Regions from separate parts of the Mus musculus genome. Here region 1 is linked to region 2. Evidence: chromatin contacts called from public promoter capture Hi-C data. All regions are on one chromosome and are shown on one strand. Each heading gives the region's core, a stretch centred on a gene start, on an enhancer-like site or on the middle of the called end of the contact. The rest is flanking DNA. Distances are from core to core; before and after follow the strand shown. Region 1 holds the start of St3gal3 (ST3 beta-galactoside alpha-2,3-sialyltransferase 3). Region 2 holds the start of Uqcrh (ubiquinol-cytochrome c reductase hinge protein).

Region 1 (2,921 bases), core at 237-2,736, 2.1 Mb after region 2:
ACTTCCACATCCTACAGAGGTCCAGAGAACAATCTCCATAATTTAATTGTCCAAGTTCCCCTCAAGTCTACACCTTGCACAAAACATAACACGGATTCAGTAGGCGCTTGACTGTGTGAGCAAGCTCACTAGTCTCTAGGAACACACTTGCTTTGCTTCATCATTAATAACTTGTTAGGAGACACAGACATCAGATTAGCGAAATGGAGCAACCAACACCACTTTATATTTCAAAATGTCTGTTATTTTAGGAGACTATATGAAACTCCCATCTGGTCATAAGGTTTTACTCCAATTTTTAATCCTCCAATCTTTCTTCTTTTCCTTTCTTCAGTCTTTTGAGACTGGGTCTTGCTATGTGGCTCTTGTTGACACGGTTTTATTATTCTATGTAGCCCAGGCTGGCCTCTGAAGCAATCCTCCTGCTTCAGCTTCTGAGTGCTATTACAGGTGTGCACCTACTACCCCGGGATCCAATTCCTCTGAGTCTTTAATTGAAAGTTTAGGGACACAAGTGGAATTGTCATGATGTCTACTGTGCTACATGTCAGGAACCTAACTCTAACTCGTGGCTTTTCCTTCCTTCTCAGCCCATTATCTATAGTGCTAATAATTCAAAGGACCTCAGAGAAATGTGTTAAGCACTCTTTGCTTTCTGGGATAGCAGCCGGCTCCCTTCATCGGTCACTCCCTAGGTTAATTACAGTGACTCAGTTTTACCACCTCCCCGTACTCTAGAGAAACAGACAAAAATTAAATTTATTGAGGAATCATAAAAATGGGTGCTACTGTAAAAAGGAGTCTAAACACATCTGTGGGACATCCGCCTAACCAAATCTACCGTCCTCACTAAGCTTTTCTCTCGCAAACAAGACCACTGAGAAGACAATGAGGAAGCACTCCAGAAGAAAGGGTAGCGAGAAGACGTACTTTGATAAACTGACCCGGTCGCTCCGAGGAGGATCTGGCCCCGGGGAAGGCAGAGATGACAACCGCTACTCTTGGTGACTCCCGCTAGGCTTTCCCCGGACTTTCTTGCGCTTGTCCCACAGCGGGTCCCGGGTGACCGTGACCCTCCTTTGCGCTCAGACTCGCGCGCCTGGGACACTGCACACAGGTGACCTCGGCGCGCTCGGCCCGGCTCGCGCGGCCCTCTGGCAGGCCTGGCCCCCACCCGGGCCCGGGCTTTGGTCCCCAGCGCGGCTCGGGCCGGTCTGGCCGGGGGAGGGGCGCGGCGGCCGAGAGCTGCTTCGGGGACGCAGGGCAGGCCTTACCGCAGCAGAGAGGGAGGCCGGGGGCGGGTGGCGCCAGGGCGCACGCAGAGCGCGGAGGCAATTGCAGCGCGAATAGCGGGGACAGCCGAGGGGACCCCAGAGGGAGCCCAGGACGCGGCAAGCTGCACGGGCGCCGCCATGGTGGGGACGCAGCGGCGGGACCACCAATCCTGCGGTCCGCCTCGGCGGCCGCGCCGGGGGTCGGGCATCAGCAGCCAATGGGAGCACCGGAACCGGGCGGGGCGCCAGGCAGGCCAATGCGAGGCTTCGCCGCAGGGTTGGGCGGGCCCGGACCCCGGAGACCCAATGGAAGCCAGAGGCCGAATCCATCCCCTCCCCATCCCCGGGCTATAGCTGGGGCTTGGGAGGAGCGCTGCGTGGAGCTGCGGTGCGTGGGGCTGCCCGGCTGCGGTCAGGTTTCCTCTGCTTCCCAGAGGAAGTCTTCTGTCCCTACTTCACCACTCTGCTGTCAGCCCCTGACGCTGGTGGTAACCTCTAGAACGCCTTCTGAAGCCCTATCCAATCCCGTGAGGGTAAGAGGCCTGCTAAGTTCAGGCGTGACCTCGAAGAAAGGTCGCAGATAGGCCACAAAGCCACCCCACATACCCAGTTCAGGAGGTCGCGCCCTCATTCTGCAGCGGAGTGCATTATCCTAAGGCAGAATTTAATACAGAATTTTCCCAAAGAGGAGGTGGGGACATAACTTGGCACTCTCAGATGCCAATCTTATACAAGGTATACAAGACATAAGTTTCTGCTTTGGCAAAAAGCTGAAGTGCAGTCTTTGGCTGTGGTGGGTCATGAACCCAGACTAGACTACACTGGCCAGGAAGTGCCTAAGGCAGACCCAACTTTGAAGTTGAGCAAGTTTAAAGCCCCAGGCCATCCCCAGCACCAGAAAAAAAAAAAAAAACAAAAACAAAACCACAGGCCAGTTTTATGAGACTTGGGAAAGTCCCATAGCTTTTTATGAACTGGGAATTTTCTTATAATAGGCCAAAAATATTTTTGAATGGTTGACTTAACTAATCATGGTAGTGGTGGTACGTACTTAACTACTCTCTAAACTGAAGCAGGATTAAACATTCAACAACTTTGTGGGTCTCAGTATCTTTGGGTTTTGTTTTGGTTTATTTTGTTTTTGTTTTAGTGTCTGCATGAATGTATGTCCCAGTGCCTGTGTATCCCAGAAGGCCTCATAGCCCCTGGAACTAGAGTTACAGACAGTTGCAAGCCACCAAGTGGACAGTGACAACTGAACCTGGGTTCCCCAGAAAAGTATTCTTAAGGGCTAAACTATCTCTCCATCCCACAGTGGGCTCTTCTTAGGGACAAAAAAGTAGAGAGGGCTGTCGGGTATAGCTTGGCAGTAGTACGTTTGCCTCAAACATTCAAAGGCTTGAATTCAATCCTCAACTCCCATAGAGCTGGGATTACACCAGGCACGAGATTATCCGGTCCTTTAGCAAGGCTGAGGTAATGAGACTCATGGGGAGGAACTACGGGTGCCTGAGGAAGTTAAGTTTTCCTCTCTTCCACGAACGCTCAGCCCCAGCCATTTTCCCCTGAAAATCCCCGAGTGAAGAACAGAGGGGCAACCTTCTTTCCTTGGCTCCAAGGATTTAGCTGTGAAAAAACATCTGTGAA
Region 2 (2,700 bases), core at 68-2,567:
TTTTTGAGAAAGGATCTCTATAGTCCTGGCTGTCATGGAGTTTGATATGAAGACCAGGATGGCTCTGAACTTACAGAGATCCTCCTGCCATTGCCTCCTGAGTGTTGGGATTAAAGACACGGACCACCATGCCCAACTTTCTTAATTTTAAAACTTCTATCTGCTGTGGTATCCTGTTAAACTTTCTGAGAATGAAAACTTGAAAAAATTAAGGGATAAATAATTTGCCAACTAATTAATCCATTAAGCCCTGATGGCTTGTCCTGAAGTAGACAAGACAAATGCACAGGAAATGGAAGCAAAGTGAGTCTCGGGCTAGAGCTCTGGCTCTCAAGCCTGGACGTCTGCATTGGAGTCCCAGTTGTATTGTCTTGCTAGTTGTGTGCCCTCATTCAAGATAAACTTCCTTGCTTGCTGCCTCATGTAATAAAAGTGACAAAAATATATAATGTACCTGATATTTACCTCATGGGGAAACTGTGCAAGTTAAGTATCTTAGTGCATATAAAGCACTCAGCACATAAGCAGCCAATATTTATCACAATGATGCTCAACTTGGGAAAGAGCTCCCTCTTGCACCACAGAATTACACTACACATTCTTAAACTGTCCCCAAAGGCACAAGTCCTCGGCCATCTCCATCCCAAAAGATAAAGAACCGCTTTTTGTTGGAGATGCTGGGAAGCGAATACAGGGCTTGTTAATGCTAGGCAAGAGCTTTACCATGAAGCTACACCCCAACTCCTGAAAGCACTTTTCCGAAGACTAGGGTCCCCGAAATCTCCATAAATAAATTCTGACCTAAGCTACGTTAAAGACTAACGTTAGTTTTTTGCTTCACGCACTTATCAAGTTAGAACCTCAAAACATTTATCAAATTAGAACCTCAAAAACCTGGGGGGGGGTTGTTTGTTTGTTTACACAAGTTTATCAGTGCAGCATTATAAACTCCAGTTACACTTTCACATTCCTGGTTTGGGGAAGCCAATCCCGAGAAAGACTAGCTATTAATCTGCCCAAGGTCAACCAAAGAATTCTGAAGGTAAGTAACGGAAACCACCTCTCTGGACCCCGCAAACCCTAGGCTATAAACCCGGACTAAGAGAGCCCCGGGAGGTGCTTTGTTGAGCTAGGTCCCGGGCCCGCCAACCTCGAAGCCTTACCTCTTTGGGGTCTCCAGATCCAGTGAGCATCTTTCGTTCGTCCTCTAGTCCCATGTCGGGAGCCGGTTTGGGATCCAACAAGCGCAACCAGAGTAGTACTCCACTTCAGGTTTAAGAAGGACTAGTAAGGGTCACTCGACGGATATCCGGCGACCTGGCCGGAAGTGCGGCATACTCCTCGTAGTCCCGAACACACGCACAAATTGGGCTGTACTACTCGCTAGCTACGAGACGTAGGGGGAGCTGCTATATACGCCTGCAAAGAATTTGCTAAGAAACATCCTTTCGGTCACTTCTTGCCCAAATGTGTTGATCTACAGTATTTTTCCAAGTAGTATTCCCTAAGATACTTGAGTCATCTGCTCCTCTGTTTGACGATCTTTTAATGTTGTTTCTGTTCTTCCCCATATCCCTTATGGAGCGGTCCTAAAAGCTGACCTCTTCAAGATGGCGGCCCGCGGGTGTCATTCTCGGGCTCGCGCACCTCCCCAAGATGGCGGCGCCCGAGGCCTGGCGCGCCCGGAGTTGCTGGTTCTGTGAGGTAGCGGCAGCAACGACCATGGAGGCCACGTCCCGGGAGGCGGCGCCAGCGAAGAGCTCGGCCTCGGGCCCCAGCGCTCCCCCCGCCCTGTTCGAGCTGTGCGGGCGGGCAGTGAGCGCCCATATGGGGGTTCTGGAGAGCGGGGTGTGGGGTAAGTCGCGGAGTGAGGGGCGACCTCCGGCAGCGAGCGGGGGCGGCCCGGCGGCCAGGGGGCGCGGGGGGCGAGGCCGAGAGGCCCGGGGCCAGGCCCAGCTGGGAGCCCCGGGAGTTCGATGGTGGAGTCGGAACAGAAATTCCGTGACTGACAGGGCGGGACGGAGTGAAGCCTGAGACCGAGGGAGCCGGTGAAGCCGAGCCGCGGCTCGCCTGGGGGGCGCGGGGGGCGAGGCCAGAAGGCCCGGTACGGGGCAGAGCTGCCAGGGCCCTAGCGACGGGGGCTGGAGTAGCAGGCCGGAGCCACAGGCTCGGAACTGACACTGGGCTGGACCGGACTGAACGGAGGATTCTCGGATCTCGAACCGACGGGGCAGGGATGGCCGGGCTGCCCCGGGGCAGGGACCGACTTTGGCAGGCCCGACCCGAGGCAAGGAGGCCAGGCCCGCAGCCACCTGCGCTGCCGGCCCGGGGCCTCCGCTGTCCGCCGGGCACACCACCGGTACCTGGACTCCGGGAGCCCCGCGGATGGGCGGGGTGGGACAGCCCAGTGGAGAGCGAGCGAGGGACCGGAGTCGCGGGGAGAAGCCGAAAAGGCTGGGAGCGCCGTGGCCTGTTTGACGGCCCGAGCGAGGGCTGAAGGGAGCGCACCGACGCCCCAGACCTCGCTGCTAAACTGAGCTGCGGGTCTGCCCGCCGAGCAGGTAGCGCCGGTGGCCTTCTGGATGGACCGGGGCGGTGGTGGAGAAGGTAGGAAAGTGAGTGGAGGGCTCCGGGAGACGCTCCGTAAGCACGGACAGGCTCGGGAGACCGGCCGGCGGGAAGGGCCGAAGAGGCCTCAGG

The links. Promoter capture Hi-C pulls out the DNA fragments that hold promoters and counts their contacts.
Region 1: a promoter capture Hi-C map of liver shows a contact between it and region 2, with 2.4 times the contacts expected there. The contact joins the promoter of St3gal3 here to the promoter of Uqcrh in region 2. A contact is called at or near these places in 3 of 39 promoter capture datasets (the 3T3-L1 cell line, liver and pre-B cells).

What each region holds. Positions count from the first base shown.
Region 1 is chr4:118,133,460-118,136,380 of GRCm38.p6, forward strand. It overlaps St3gal3 (ST3 beta-galactoside alpha-2,3-sialyltransferase 3), which reads right to left and starts at 1,487. Exons shown (of 12, transcript NM_009176.5): 1 at 931-1,487.
Region 2 is chr4:116,073,753-116,076,452 of GRCm38.p6, forward strand. Uqcrh (ubiquinol-cytochrome c reductase hinge protein) reads right to left here and starts at 1,318. Exons shown (of 4, transcript NM_025641.3): 1 at 1,164-1,318. The coding sequence starts at 1,217. Lrrc41 (leucine rich repeat containing 41) reads left to right here and starts at 1,517. Exons shown (of 10, transcript NM_153521.2): 1 at 1,517-1,855. The coding sequence starts at 1,657.